Regions from separate parts of the Gossypium hirsutum genome. Here all the other regions are linked to region 3. A link is a contact called in public Hi-C data. All regions are on one chromosome and are shown on one strand. Each heading gives the region's core, a stretch centred on a gene start, on an enhancer-like site or on the middle of the called end of the contact. The rest is flanking DNA. Distances are from core to core; before and after follow the strand shown.

Region 1 (2,746 bases), core at 193-2,692, 340 kb after region 3:
TTATATCAAAATATTTTCATCTTAATAGTTTGTTATGTCAAAATATTTTGAAAATCAAAGCTACCATCCTCATTCAATATATGGTTAGATAGGTGCCATTGCTAGTTGATGAAGACCACTAAACAACGATAAAGTAAGGATGGGAGGAAGAATAAGGAAGATGATGGGTTAGCGATGGAAAAAAAGAAGGTACATATATATATTTTTTGGAAATTGTTTATAATTATTTAAAATATTTTTATAATTTTTTTTAATTTTAAGGGAAGTTATTGGACACGTGATAAAAATATAATAACTTGATAAAGTTAGTGGCTATTATATAATTTTTTGAATGTTGCGTGAGTAAAACCTATTTTTAAATCCAAATTGTTTATTTGGATAACAAATAAAAAATTGGATTTGAATTTGGGCAAATCTAAGTCCAATTTCATAAGAGTTAAATTTTGGATTTCAAAATACATTTTAAAGCTTGGGATTTCAAAATACATTTTAAAGCTTGGGATTTTCAAAATACAAAATTAACTAAAAAAACATGAGAACTTATTTGTTCTCTCTTCTTTCATAGTTATTTCAAAATTCAAATAATAAATAATTAATTTTACTTATAATATATCATCAACGAAACTCAAAGTTTTCAAAATTAGACTAGTAGGCAAACCGACCAAATTATTAGTTTCGATTTAATCGGTTTGACTGATCTAATCGATTTGATTGAATAAATTATTAAAAATAAAAACTACAAATAAAAATTGATTTGACCATCGGTTCGATCTGTCTAATCAGTTTAATTGGTTCACAAGTCAACAAATCTAACCTCTTTTTTGGACTAGTACCTCGACCAATTTCTGATCTAATTGGTCTAATCGGTCATTCAGTTCAATTTTGAAAATAGTGGCGATACTTCATGCACTTAATTTAATACAATATAAATATTCAAAAAAAATTCATTTATACCATAATTTTCAAAAATTTAATTTATAAACCCCTAACTTTTAATTTATAATTTCCATAATTGGACCATCGTTTGCTGGCCCAATCGGTTCAATCAATTCGACCAGTTCGATCAGTTTGACTCCTACGACTGGTTCGATCAATCCATATGATTTTATTAAACAAATCATTAAAAATTCATAAAAAAATGGTTCAACCGTCCAATCAATTGATTCATATCGGTCCCTAGGTCAACTGATCCAATGCTTTTCTCCAAAGTACTATCCTGACCGGTTTGCGGTCTAATCGACTAGTCTAGACGGGTTCAAACAACAATGTTCAAATTCTCTTAAATAATTAAATTTTAAAAAATATTTTAAAAATTAAAATTAATTAAAATCCAAATCTAAATTTAAATTATTTTAAATTTCTAAAGAAAATAAGAAATTCAAATCTAGATTTTAATTTCCAAATGCATGTAATTTAAGGAGAAATTATTTTACAATATTGGTTTTTCATTCAAATCGTGCAGTTGAAATGAAAAAACCGAGTCTGACCTGGGAAGCAAAACTTAAATTTTAAAACATAATATATAAAAGAAATTCTCCGTCTATCTCTAAAACATGGTTATCTTCTGTCTTACTCTTTGCTACTCTCCTTCCACTAAGATCTAGGCTTGCCTTCACTCACTTTCTTTTTTAATTATATTGTTAATTATTACTGTTGTTACGAATAAAAGAAACAGAATAGAATCCAGTTTTACTAACTTCGGCTTGATGGACCGGAAGCGAACGGAGAGCCCCAGCTACACGCGCCGGTGGAGTAGTCACTCGGGCACGGGGAGCACTGGCGGCGGTGTTGAGTCACCTGCATTGTCGCCGGCGCATAACCAATCCCGCCACGCGCGTTCTTCCTCCGCCACTGGCATTTCCAGCATAAAGCGCACGCAAAACTTCGCCGCGAAAGCTGCGGCTCAGCGGCTGGCTCAGGTCATGGCTTCGCAAACCACTGACGATGACGATGAAGAAGATGACGGCGACGATCTAGGTTTCCGGTACAGTGCTCCACCTCCTCTCGCTCTGTCTAGAAAAAACACCGCCGCTACGGCTGGTGGTGTCGGTAATAGAACCGCTCTTAACTCTACGAGGATCGGGAGATCTCCTTCACCTGCGGTAGGTTTACTTTATTTGCTAAATTCTTACTGTTCTATTTTTACTCGTTTGCTTTTTCTTTGAAGTAGGGCTTGATCTTTGAGTTCGATACGTCGCAAAGTTGATTTTAGTTGCATTCTGTCTTAAGTTCTGTCGCTACACGTTTAGTATTTTCTTCTAAATTTGGATTTTGTGTTTGATCGAGAAATTTGTTGCTGAGGAATTTGTATTAGGAGAATGTTAATAAAGGAGAGATCAGATTTGATCTCTGAGTTCAATGCGGCACGAAGTTGATATTAGTTGCATTGTGTTGTAAATTCTCTTGCTTTACGTTTTGTGATTTCTTCTAAATTCAGATTGTATACGATCAAAAAATTTGTTGGTAAGATTTGTACTAGGAGAATTTTAATAAATGCAAAATAATAGCGTGGATAATGGTTAATCTAATAATGTTTTATGCATCGATTGCTAATGTTAAACTCCAAACTAGATGTTTTAGTTTACTAGTGTATATGGAGGTCTAACCCGAATATCTGATACTCTGGGACTAGTTAGCACGGAACTTGGTAGAGGAAGCACCATCAGTTCGATCGACATCAACTGGAAGGTCATCAATGTCTCTTCGTACAGCACCACCTGTACCGCCGCCCAATAAAACATCACTG
Region 2 (2,700 bases), core at 131-2,630, 300 kb after region 3:
CACAAGTAAATAAATACATAAAAAAATTAGGATTTATTCTATTTGGGTCTTGTTTGATTTATTTGCTATCAAGACAATCACATCTATGTCTCTATCTTTTGGGAGTTATTTGCTCTAATACCCAAGACAAGGTACCTCCCTAAATGGACTTGATAGACGACATAATAATCTTTTAACCGATTTGCTTGATTATAATTAGGCTATGGACCATTAGATTACTTACTGATATATATTAGTTAAATAGTAAGTAATCAACAAGCCAATATTTGCTTGTTCATTTTGCTTTGCATGCAAAAACGATTGAGGACAAATACAAATGATATTAATGTGAAAGATGGAATTTTATTAAACCAATTTGTTTGAAAAAGTTAGAAATTACATATGATGAAAAACCTAAGGGCACTAATATCAACAAGCAGTAGCTGAAAAGCTATAAGAAAGGGAAATATGTATTGATACCTTGCTAGATACTGATACATAGCACCAAATATTAGAACATGTGGGCTATGTATTTATACCTAATTCCTTGGGTAGTGCTACTGAATTGTTTTGGGTGTTTTGAGCCATCTGAAGCTCGTTTTTTGCTTCGAGCACCTCTAAACACTCACGAAAGATTTCTAAATGATTTGAGATTATTTCAAAACATTCAAGTTGATTTTAGCTCATTTTTACGATTTTATTTATATTGTTTCAAAGCTTAAAATCTTAAATATTTTCAAGATTATTAATTTATATATGCTTTAGTGACATCTTCCATCCGTATTGGGAGTCAGGACAAGTGAAGAGTATTATATGATAATTGGGGAAGGACTGTATGAAACAGATATGCTACATCATCCAGTATCTCTTACCAATTATTTTATGCCATTTCAACATCTTTTTTCATGTCATTGACACATCATTTTGGTAAATTTTTCAACTTGAACCTTGGACCCTAAACCCTAGACCTTGGATCCCAGACCCTGAATCCAAAATCTTGGACCCTAGACCTAAAGGTTTAAGATCGAGGGTTTAAGGTCCAAGGTCTAAGGTTTACTGTCCATAGTCTAGGGTCTAGAGTCCAAGGTCTAAAGTTAAAGGTCTAAGGTCCAAAATCTAAAATCAAGGATCCATAGTCCAAAGTTTAAGATTTAGGGTTCGGGTTAAAAAAATTACCAAAATAATGTGTCAATGACATAAAAAAAATATTGAAATGACGTTAAATAATTGATAATAGATTTAGAATGACGAGGCATATCTATCTATTACAATCTTTTTCCTATGATGATTGGGAATGATGCTAGGTTTTATATGCGATGACATTTTGCGTTAATTGAACCCCAAAACAAAATCAAATTCGAATTTAAATATATGGGATTGGCTTTTGGGTTAACTTAGATTTTGCGAGCTTAAATATATGTATACTCTACATATGATAGTAGTTGGTCGTAAAGTCGTAGTACTGAGTAATAAAGGTGGAAAAGTCTAAAAGCTTGCAAGTTGCAACTACCCACTTCACCTCTGCCACAGCCAGTCCGGTCTTTGCAAAGCATACCGCTCTCTACATCTTTGGTAGATGGATTGTTAAAAAGCACAAGCCCAGTTAGCATTTATTTTTCTATTTTGCCTTTTAATTTTCTACTTTCCTACTCTTATTAAACATTCCCACCGATTCCTTGCTTTTTTCAACCATTCATTCAATCCCCTCTCTCTTTCTCTCCGTGTGTGTCTCAGTTCTATTGCTGATAAACCCTGTGGAAATTAATAGAGAATTGCATTTTCTGAATATCAGGCGGTTTTATATTTTCATTTACTAAATCCGGAAGATCCCAAAAATTTTGTTATACTGTTTTAGTTTCTCAGTTTAAACCCACAGGGAGCATTAGGGTTTCTTAGCGGAATTCTGATGATCAGCTTTTGGCTCTTTGGTTTTGGAGGTTAGTATATGCTGTTCTTTGTATATCGTATTATTTTTATTCCCTGCCTTATTGCTTAGCATTTGAAAAAGTATCTTCATTTCTTTGCCATCGTTTCTACTTTTCAATAACCAATATTTTAGTTTCTTTTTTAAAGAAAAGAGAAGAGCAATCCATTGAACTCACGACTTGGTTAATGTTTTTTTTTAAATTGTTTTTATAATTTCGCTAGAGAATCACTTTGATACTTTTCCTTTTTCTTTTTTATTTTGCCCGTTTCTAGGATTAAAGATAGAGTTGTGATGGGAGTAAAGGTTGCCCCCCTGCAATTTATTGTCTTAGTTGCTTCTTTTGCAGTCCTGCTTGTGGCTTCTGACACTGTAAGATTGTACAATCTAAAAGTTATATGCAAGTTGTAGAATTTATAACTTGCATTCAGAATCTGAATGTTTCTCTTTTTGTCATCACTTTGGTATCTCAGGCCTCTAACGGATGGACTGCACCTTCTAACAATTCTTCCAAGTATAAGGGTAATGAAGGTGCTGGATTTGTTAAATTTGTTAATTGTTGTGGTAAATATTGACATTTTTTTGAAGATTAAGTTGTTTCATTTTGTTGGGTCAAATAGCAGAATGCCCTTCGGGATGGGTTCTTGCTCCAAATAAAACTAAGTGCTTTGGGTACAATGAAAGTTTGGAATCATGGGATGAATCTGAGATCCATTGTAAACGATATCATGGACACTTAGCTGCCCTAACATCATTTGAAGAACTAAACTTTGCACAACATCTGTGTGGCCAAAGTG
Region 3 (2,876 bases), core at 15-2,514:
TTAAAATGTGTCTTCAGATATTTTATTTATTATCCTATAAATTACAATATTTGTATTTATTTAAATGATAGTTATAATATTAAAACATCTCAATTGTTATTTACTTATTATCCTATAAATTATAATATTTGTTAATTTATTATAATATAAGTATTTATCCAACCTAATTTAAAGGTAAAATTGCTTGGGCTTTTCAACTTTAGAAGAAAAAAAAGGTTGCGTTGAGTGCACTAAAGCAAACGGAAAAGAAAGTTAAAAAAATAGAAAGAGCCATGGGTAAAATTAGAAGAAAAAAAAGGTTGCGTTAAGTGCACTAAAGCAAAGGTGAGCACCAGGAGGTGCAGCACAAGAGAATCATTCTCCTGGGCAATTAGAGGTGTTATCTAAGTCAGGGATTTAAATTGCGGTTACGGCCGCATTGCGTTTGTCTCGATTATGGACATAATAGATGTTATTGTGGTTACTGCGAGTATCGTGGTCGTGAAATTTTTTTTAAAATTTACACAACTTATTGTAAAACATAATAGCGATTTCGGCTGTAGCAATTTTGGACGGTGCCGCTACCCACTGTATAGAGACCACTATAATAATATCGGACCGCTATTTAAATCCCTGATCCAAACACTTCATTAATGAGATTTAACACAAAAACTGATTCAAACACATTGAAATAGGCTAACTGTTCATCTAAAAGAGGCCAGCTGAGTTGAAACGATGTGTTGTGGGAAACATTGCATAAAAGTCGAGGTTAAGATTGAATAGAACAGAGCGGTGCCAACTAATAGGAACACCAGTTTTGGAGTGACTGGAAGACGGAGATCGAAGATGGTGAGAGATTTGCCTAACCTAAGAAAATTCAATGAACTGATGAAGGAGAAAAATGGAGGATTTGATTTAGGGATTTTGATTTGGGGTTTGAATGAAATAATGAAGAAGAATAATGGAGAGTTTAATTTAGGGCTTTTTGAAGAAGAAGAATGTATTTGGGAGTTTGAATGAGCTCATGATTGATGAAGAACTAAAGTAAAGAAAAACGGATGCGATTGATTTGGTGTAGGGGGAATTGGGAAAATGGTGGAGCTAGTTGGGGCGGATGAGCTTTTGGGGAAAATGGGGTGAAGTAAAAGCCTAAAAAGTTTCAAATATTTCAAAATTAATTTTTTTTAAAATTTTTTAAGAACCATTTAAATTTATAGTTTTATATCGATTTGCGGATTTTGGTAGGGAAGAAAATAAAAGCAAACTTTGGACTTATAGTTTTACCGATTTGCGGATTTTGATGGGCCTTTGGTTGAAGGCTTTGTTTTTTTTCTTATGTACATGTATTTGTGCCCTTTTCCTTTTATCTTTGGGCTCACGAAGATGGGGAGGCAGGAAGGACAGGACGACTATTTCTATCTATTTCCTAAATACACTCTTACCCGCCTGCCTGCCTCTGCTTACTCATCCCATCCTCCATCCTCAGGTAAATTCTCTTCCTCACCCCTCATTCTGTGTCTTTTTATTTTATTTTTTATTATATGATTACCTAAATTCCCAGCAAAACAATCTCCCTCCGCTCTTAACTTACTGATCCACCATCCTACATTCTGTTTGCCTCCATATATTTTTAATTAATTAAACTTAAAACCCACTTCTCTCTCCGAGTTTTACTATCAGAAATGTTGGATTTAACAACAATTATTGAACCTTACTTCCAATACTTGATCTTTGCAATTCTCAGTGGGTGGATTACTTTGCGTTTATGAAAAGACTAATTAATGCTTCCCACGCTTTTCCTCACACACAATCATCACAAGGAAGTGAACAACTAACTAATATGGTTGATAGTAGTAGTGATGACAGAGTCAGATCCTCATCTGTTGACGCTGCTAGATTTCACAAGGAATATGGACTTGATGGATTGGAATTTGATTCCAAAGAGGAAGCATTTTCGTTTTACAAACAATATGCCAAATCTGCAGGCTTTTCTTCCATAATAAAAGCTAGCCGTCGTTCAAGAATATCTGGTAAGTTCATCGATGCAAAATTTGTATGTACTAGATATGGAAATGACCCAGAGTCTCCTCTACCTGCATTTGCCACAACCATTCCTGTCAAGAAGAAGAGAGGCAGACTTAACCGATCATGGTCTAAAACAGACTGCAAAGCTGGTATGCATGTTAAGAGAAGGCAAGATGGAAGGTGGATTGTTTGTAGTTTCATAAAGGAGCATAACCATGATACATTCCCGGACCAAGGATATTACTCCAGAGGTCATACACCTTTAGCTCTAGGTAACAGTGATGTCAGTGCTACCGCTGGAAGAGCTAAAAAAATGCATCTTGCCACCTCCACACAATCTGGTGGGCGCAAGAAACTTGATCATCATACAGCTGGTGACTCAAATCGATTTCGTAGCTGTCAGCTATTGGGTTTAGAGGAGGGGGATCTTCAAGTTTTACTTGATCGTTTTAACCATATGCAAGATGAAAATCCCAACTTCTTTTACGCAATGGACCTCAATGAAGAACAGCGCTTGAGAAATGTGTTTTGGATTGATGCCAAAGGGAGGCTTGATTATAGCTATTTTGATGATGTGGTTTTTCTTGACACCACATATATCAAGAATGATTATAAACTACCAGTTGTGCCCTTCATTGGTGTAAATCATCACCTTCAGTTTCTGTTACTTGGTTGTGCATTAGTTGCTGATCAAACAAAATCAACTTATGTCTGGTTAATGCAAGCATGGCTTAGAGCAATGGGTGGAAATGCTCCTAAAGTGATACTAACTGATCACGACAAAGCATTGAAAGCAGCTGTAGTAGAGGCCTTTCCTGATTCCCGCCATTGTTTTTGCTTGTGGCATATACTTAGCAAGATACCAGAGAAGC

Evidence for each region. A called contact is a pair of places that touch in the nucleus more often than the background predicts.
Region 1: a contact with region 3 is called in a Hi-C map of leaf, with 3 times the contacts expected there. The contact joins the promoter of LOC107925328 here to the promoter of LOC107951941 in region 3. A contact is called at or near these places in 5 of 34 Hi-C or Micro-C datasets (all in leaf).
Region 2: a Hi-C map of leaf shows a contact between it and region 3, with 2.4 times the contacts expected there. The contact joins the promoter of LOC107925341 here to the promoter of LOC107951941 in region 3. A contact is called at or near these places in 6 of 34 Hi-C or Micro-C datasets (fibers, hypocotyl and leaf).

The regions. Positions count from the first base shown.
Region 1 is chrA01:65,214,422-65,217,167 of Gossypium_hirsutum_v2.1, forward strand. It overlaps LOC107925328 (coiled-coil domain-containing protein SCD2), which reads left to right and starts at 1,443. Exons shown (of 17, transcript XM_041100386.1): 1 at 1,443-2,102; 2 at 2,633-2,746. The coding sequence starts at 1,707.
Region 2 is chrA01:65,171,823-65,174,522 of Gossypium_hirsutum_v2.1, forward strand. It overlaps LOC107925341 (C-type lectin receptor-like tyrosine-protein kinase At1g52310), which reads left to right and starts at 1,381. Exons shown (of 6, transcript XM_016856012.2): 1 at 1,381-1,916; 2 at 2,179-2,275; 3 at 2,377-2,425; 4 at 2,527-2,700. The coding sequence starts at 2,198.
Region 3 is chrA01:64,870,952-64,873,827 of Gossypium_hirsutum_v2.1, forward strand. LOC107951941 (protein FAR-RED IMPAIRED RESPONSE 1) reads left to right here and starts at 1,265. Exons shown (of 9, transcript XM_016887128.2): 1 at 1,265-1,465; 2 at 1,724-2,876. The coding sequence starts at 1,280.